2 separate regions of the Arachis hypogaea genome follow, and region 1 is linked to region 2. The links are chromatin contacts, called in public Hi-C maps. All regions are on one chromosome and are shown on one strand. Each heading gives the region's core, a stretch centred on a gene start, on an enhancer-like site or on the middle of the called end of the contact. The rest is flanking DNA. Distances are from core to core; before and after follow the strand shown. Region 1 has its middle 10 kb from the start of LOC112784891. Region 2 has its middle 8.6 kb from the start of LOC112782671.

The links. Hi-C and Micro-C count contacts between places; a contact is called where the count stands out from the background.
Region 1: a contact with region 2 is called in a Hi-C map of leaf, with 2.3 times the contacts expected there. The contact joins two enhancer-like sites. A contact is called at or near these places in 2 of 8 Hi-C or Micro-C datasets (both in leaf).

What each region holds. Positions count from the first base shown.
Region 1 is chr20:26,022,090-26,025,876 of arahy.Tifrunner.gnm2.J5K5, reverse strand. No RefSeq gene overlaps it. Among protein-coding and RNA genes, the nearest start is that of LOC112784891, 10 kb to the left of the region's middle. Within about 2 kb of position 1,271, at least 2 of the 3 cell types and tissues checked have open chromatin away from gene starts, as enhancers often do.
Region 2 is chr20:25,904,947-25,908,574 of arahy.Tifrunner.gnm2.J5K5, reverse strand. No RefSeq gene overlaps it. Among protein-coding and RNA genes, the nearest start is that of LOC112782671, 8.6 kb to the right of the region's middle. Within about 2 kb of position 1,579, at least 1 of the 3 cell types and tissues checked has open chromatin away from gene starts, as enhancers often do.

The DNA of each region.
Region 1 (3,787 bases), core at 22-2,521, 120 kb before region 2:
CCAAAAAAGAGTGAACATAATATGTGACGTTGAAATCCGATTTTTGTTTAATGTTTTGAACCATGAAAATTTTTTGGGGCATACAAATGAAATTGGATAATGAAAATACTCTTATGGTAATAATAAACAATTAAACTATAAAACCCAAGAAAATAGATAATAACAATAATAATAGTTATAATATTTAAAAAAAAAAAGAGAAGATAGGTATGAAATTAAAGATTTAGGATACAAAGAAAACAGGTGCTTCTTACTGCTCTATAGTGTTTAAAGCGCATGTTATTTTGTTTTAAAATTTTGTTCTATACATTAAAGGAAATTAATAACTTTTATTTTTTTGAAAAAAGAATATTTATTTAGATATTTAATTTTTCAAGTTTAATAAATTTAATTTTTAAATTAAATGAATTGAAAATTTTAAATAGTAGTATTTTGAGTTTAAATATAATTATTAAAAGTCTATGTTAAATTGAAAAATTATGTTTAAATTAAAAATTTTTTGAAAATAAATTTTTTATGAATTTATTTAAATAGATATAATTCATACCTTGAATTATTTTAAATTGTTTTAAGTTTAAACATATATTTTCGCTTTAACGTAAACTTTCAAAATTTATATTTAAACTCAAAATACTACTACTTAAATTTTTCAATTTATTTAATTTCAAAATTAAAAATAATTAAATATCTAAAAAAATATTCTTTTTTAAAAATAAATAAAGTTATTAATTTTTTTTATTCCAAAGAAAAAAATTTTAAAACTAAATAACATGACTTTACAACAACATAAACGAGTAAAAAGTATCTTCTCCTTTTGTATTCTAAATCTTTAATTTTAGAACTGTCTTCTATTTTTTTTTAAATATTATTATTATTATTATTATTATTATTATTATTATTATTATTATTATTATTATTATTTATTTTCTTTGATTTTATATTTTTATTGTTTATTATTACAATAATAGTATTTTTATGATCCAATTTTATGTTCATGTCCAAAAACATATTTCATGGCCCAAAACGTAAAACAAAAATCTTGTTTAGTGTCATATACATTATGTTCTCTTTATTTTTGTTCCATAACATAACAAAAAAATAATGAAACCAAATATTTACTGGATCCTCAAAAATAGGCCCAATAACATAATTGCTATCATTAATAAAAGATTATTATCATGTAACCAAATTTTCAGCATACATCACCATCAGTCTTAGCGCAAAAATTGTCGGCAACTTAGAGGCAGCAGAACCACGTGTCTTCTCTTTCATCATACCACACACTTTTAGCACGGACAGAAAAAAATTCGTTTCAGCACCCTAGGATGACCCTTATTCATTTGGGAGGTTAGGTTTTCGTTAATAATTCAATAATATTTATATTTAAAGATAAAGTTTAATTATTCTGTTGTTTTCTATATTTTTATCAAATTTTTAATTAGATTCCTACTAAAATTACCAATGAATAGAGTAGTGTAGGATTTTTATTTTAAAAATTTTCTTAAAACTCAATACTACTTTATTTGTGGGTTGAGAATCTCTCGACCTTAATTCTAGTCACCCTAAAATTTTCAATCCTATCTTACTTACAGAAAAATTAAATTTTTTTAAGAAAATATAAAATTTATCTTTTCATATTTCATATATATTAATAAAATAGAAAATAAAAAAACTAAATTTAAATTAAAATTAAATTAAAATTAAAAACAGTGAAATCTTAAAAAAATTTAACATAAAATTATAAATATCATGATCGTTAAGTTCTTAATAAAATAAAAATAATACAAACAAACATAAATATTTTATCACTCTTTTTTTAACTTCAAGTTTTTGCAACATTATCCTTTAAATAACAAACATACTAAATTAGTAATTTAAATTAATAGCTTAGTAGTTATTTTAAACTTTTAAAAGAAGGAGGTCGTGGGTTCAATAACTTAAAATTCATTAGTGCTGAGCTCACTTTTCTTTTCCTAATCTATTGATTCTTTCATTCAAATTTTGTTGATGCATTCACCTTTTAGTGAAAACTTTAAAAATTTTGACTTTTGTTTGTTATGTGCCCTAAAATGGAACTCATTGTATTTTACTTCATTTAATGAATAAAATACATATACTTTTGAAAAAAAATGTGTAGATTAGAATTGAATCATAGAATATTTATATAGTAGAAGTTTAAAAACCACGATTAATTAATTGTTTAATTAAAATAATTTAATGGCTCAAAATAAGTTTGAAGACCCGACGATGGCGAATGATGAGGGAGGGAGGGGGAGCTAGGAAGCAGTTGGTGATGGAGGCCAAGTTTGGGTGACGAAGCCTGCTATGGGCACTAGAGGGAGACATGCATCGCTGACAAAGACGAATACTAGCTATCGTGAGGGTCTGGGTTTGTTGAGACAAGGCGAGATCTGAATGGAGGAGAGGGGTGGGGCAACGATGCTGGTGATTTGGCTGTGGCGAGTACACTGTGGGTAAGTGGAGGTTTGGTGGGCGGACCAGTTTGGAGGCGGAACTGGTTTAGGCCTTGGTTGTTACGGCGATGTTGTTGCGAAGCATAAGGGAGAACGGTGTGGTGGTACAGTAGGGTATGGAATGAGGCTGGGTGTCCCAAATGCAAAGGAAGGTGAGGAAGCAAGTTGCAAAGGTGGTTGCCAGAGAAACATGTGTTCAATGAAGGGTACAACAGACAATGTCCCAGGTGTAGTTAAGGTACAAGAACTAATGGTAGCGTCGGAGCTAGGTAATGATGACGCAAGGGAGGCTTCAGATGGCTTGGGGAATACCAGTTGTGATGATGGTAGTGAAGCTGGAACTGAAACTTCAGAAAATAAATGTGCAAATAAAATGCAAGAAAATAGGAAAGCTTGGGAGCTTGCAGTGGGGTTTGGAGCAGTACAGTACAATAAGGAAGATGACATTATGGTGATACTTCAAACACAGAATGAGGCGATAACCCAAAAGAAAAAGCAAGCTAAGCAGAAGGAGAAGGCTAGGAGAAGTCGTCCGAAAAATTGAAAAAAAGTGTGTATAAATGCGTTAAAATGATATTTAGCTCTTGGAATGTTAGGGGGTTGGCGGGAGTTGGGAAATTGAGTATGGTGAAAAACTTTAGGAGAAAATTTAAACTGAATATGCTAGGCTTAATAGAGACAAAGAAAGCGGTTTTGACTAAATTTGATATAGTACAACTTTGGAGAAATGATGTAGTTCGGTGGGAGTTTGTAGGGACGGAAGGCGCATCAGGTGGCCTGCTTTTGATGTGGGATGAAATGGTTTTTAAGATGAATAACTGTTATAAAGGAGAAAGGTGCTTGTGTGTGGATGGTGTGCTGTTAAAAAATAATTTTCGTTGTACTTTTTGTCTAGTATATGGTGCGCATGTCAAGTACCAATTTGTTATTTGGGAAATTTTAATGAGGTTAGTAAAGTGGAAGAGAAGAACGGAGCTGCTACTTTGACGGTGTCTGCAGCAAAGTTTAAATCATGGATTCATGATATGGAGTTAGTGAACCTAGCACTAACTGATCGCATGTTCGCATGGTTTAGGGGCCAGTCAAGCAGTCGTATTGATAGGGTTCTGGTTAGCTTGGGGTGGTTAGAAAAGTTTCCTGAAACAAGGCAAAGAGGATGGCCTAGAGGTTTGTCAAACCATTATCCACTGATTGTGGATGTCACAAGGATGAGAGGGGGCTGAGACCATTTCGGAGCCTAGATTCCTGGTTTTCTCACGAGGGGTTCTTGAGGATGGAAAAGGAGGAACAGAGGAACTTAGGGGATGTTCAAT
Region 2 (3,628 bases), core at 330-2,829:
GTATGATAGTATGTAGTGTATTATGTCCCTGGGATTGAATTATGATTGATAATATTTTCTATTACAAGAGTGTGTCAGGCACTGTATCCTTGGGTTATGCATGCAAGTGTGCCCGGCACTATATCCGTGGGTGAATAGCATGTGCCCGACACTATATCTGTGGGTCAATAGAGTGTGCCCGACACTATAATCGTGGGTGTGGCAGAAAAGCGACATCCCAAAGGATATGTCGGGTTGGCAATTATGGACCGACAAGTGATATCACGAGCCAATAGGATAGACATTCATCATGTGCATTTTCTATCTGTTTGTATGATTTGCCGACTTGAAATTATATGCCTAAATGAATAACATGCCTATTTGCTTACTTGAACTACTTGCTCTATACGCTTCTACTTGTGTTTTACTTGCTTGCATTAATTGTGTTTGTCTGGTGCTGAGGAGATTAGGTAGGCGGTGGCGAAGGGATCGCATGGAGGATAGGTTGGTGAAGGCTGTGGGACAGCGGTATTTAGTTAGAATAGAAATCCCTTAAGCTAGAATATCATGTTTAGTTATGCTTATTTGGTTTAGAATGCTTTAAGTTTGAATCTTGTGATGGATATGGAGTCTAGGATTGCCTTTGGCGTCCCGGGTCTTATATCCTACATCACTAGGCACTGTTAACATACTGAGAACCTCCGGTTCTCATACCATATTTCTGTTGTATTTTTCAGATGTAGGTCGCAACCCACCTCGATGAGTTGTCTGGTTGGTGACAGGAGCGGAGGATTCGGATACTTCTTTCGAGTCTTTTGATTTATTTTGAATATGTCTCTCATTTTTTTTATTTTGTTTTGCCTAGAGGCTTGTATTTGAGAGAACAAAACTTGTATAAGCTGTTTTTACTATCGATTGTTATGTATGGTCTGTATATGGCTAGCCAGCTTAAACTCCGCGAGCCGTGGCTAGTTTCTTATGATATTATATACTTACTTTTTGTTATATTACCTTTGTTTTTTGTGCTTTAAGTTAGTAGCTTCGATAGTACGTTTTGCGCCATTTCAAATGCTGATTTTGAGCTATATCCTTCATTGGGCTTCTAGATATTATTAATTCCTTCTATATATGATATGTATAAGCTTAGAACTGTCGTAACTTTTGATTAACCTTTACTTTACGACGCGAGGTAAGGCTTAGGCTAATTAGGGTGTTACAGTTTTGATTATAAATAACTTTTTTACATGTCAAGCGACATGTGGCGTGCCATTTGTCACTGATCTGACACGTCAACCAATCATCTTGTGACACGTGGCATTAACCCACCATGTCATCATGCCACGTGGCATTTAACGTGACACGTCATCATCCAACTGATGGAATGACTAATGTGACCAAGTTGTGTATCTTTTGGGAATGATTTCGATTAATTTTGTCTTTCTAAGACTAAAATAGAGATCGAAATATCTTTTAGAGACGATTTTGACTATTAACTCTTGAAAAAAATGATAATTTATTTTCTTATTAGACGCATGCAGCCAAGCACCCTCGTTCATTTTTATCAAGAAGCTAATTAAGGACATTATATTATGGCATGTTGTGAGGCACTACTTTCACAGCCAGAAATACTCTTTTTTTTTTTTTTATAATTTGTAATGGTGTATCCTTGTCATTGATGAATTAAATTAAACAAGGATTTAGTATTTTTAAGCAACTCAAAGGGCGGTTAGGTAATATTTTACATCAAATGCATCTTTGGGACTTAATTAGTACAGCTAGACGCACATGTAACTACTAATTAATCATATATTAGTAGTAATAATTTAGTATACTATTATCCAAAAATGTTTATATAACATACCAACCGTCTAAGTCCTAACTTTTTAAAATGCGAATGGACTTAGCTGTTTTATACTTTAAAAAAATGAAAAATATTTTTATATTTTTAATTAGTTGATAATTTATTTATTTTTAAAATAAAAAAAATTAAAAACTTAATTATCGTTTATTATTATTATTATTATTATTATTATTATTATTATTATTATTATTATTGAATTAAAAAATTAATAAGATTATGAAAATTAAATTTTTTATAGATCTGATAAAATTAGATGTTCAAAAATTTAAGTGTTCAACCGAAACTCAATTGAAATTGAATTAGATATAATAAAATAATATATTTATATAAAAAATATATATTTCTTTTAAAAAATTTTTTGTATATTATTATTTTAAACCGATTAACCGTTAAAAAATCATACCGGTTCAATAGGTTAAATCAAATTTTTAACCAATTTTTCTAGTTTTTTTATCAGTTTATTGCTAGCTTTTTTTACTTTAACCGAATTAATTTGGTGACCGACTTGATTAATCTCGTTGAATCAACCCGTTTCGATTAGATTTTTAAAACTATAGAAATTAGTAGGATAATTTACCGAAATTTACTAGGTGACCTGTAGTCAACTTCACATGAAGCTGTTTCTAAATTAATGACACGTGTTATTATTTGGTTTGATAAAAAAATCAATTTATTTTATACAAATAATTTTTTTGAAAAAATCAGTTCGAATAAATCAAATAACCATCTTTTAATGATTTTTTTTTCAATTCTTTCTGCGTATTATTTCTAAATGATGAATTTGGTACGTTCTTTTCCATCCTTCTTGACCAAATTTGTTTCTTTAAATTTATCTTTTACTTTTATTTATTTAATTCTGGTAAATCTATGTATACAGAATTGTTTGAAAATGTAAAATTTGGTATTTTGAACAAAAAAAAAAAGCCTCACATCTTTTTGTTTGTATAGGATGACAAAGGAAAAAAAAATAGGAATCAGAATGAAAAGAAAAAAATTAGGGTTCACATGGAAGGAGAAATCGAGTTTACTATACAAATAAAAGTTCATAAATAGTACCATCTTTTTCTATTTCGTCCTAAATATCAAATAATGTGATGAAATGAACAGTTATGTATTTATTAAATGATTTTTATTATTCATAAAGAATTGAATAAAAACAAAAATTAAAAATATATTTGAAATAAGAAATTTGATTTAAAAATACAAATAAGAAGAATATACTCGATCAATTAAAAATTTGAGATTAGTTCTCAAAAATTGAAAGAGAACGAATTTTAAAAGTATAACAAAGAAAAAGAGAATAAAAAGTGCCACAAATTGAGCCTCTTTGAGTTTTGGAAAGTGTTTTTTCTTTCAATTCAACTATGAACTATCACTATAGCAGTTAATTTCGGCCAACAAATATTGAATTGCATTGGTCAAACAAACTTACTCGAACAAAACAAAAACCAATAGAGACGAAAACTACTTCAGATCTTGTTGCAAGTGATCGTTTATTCTCTTGGCTAATCCAGATTTGCCAAAGAGATTTGCACTTGATGATGCTCCGCTCTCAACAAATATAATCATCAAGCATTCTACACTTGTGATCCAATTCTTGGTTACACTTATTATCCATTTCTTGAATAAAGTCACGTTTCATAATTGTTGTTTATTAGTTTAATTAAGAACGATTATGAATCTATATTTGTTTGGGTCATTGCTTAGAATGAAGTAGATGTATATAATACTAATTATATATTGTGCAAGACTGCAAGGTTCAATATTTAGCTCATTACATGTAACTAC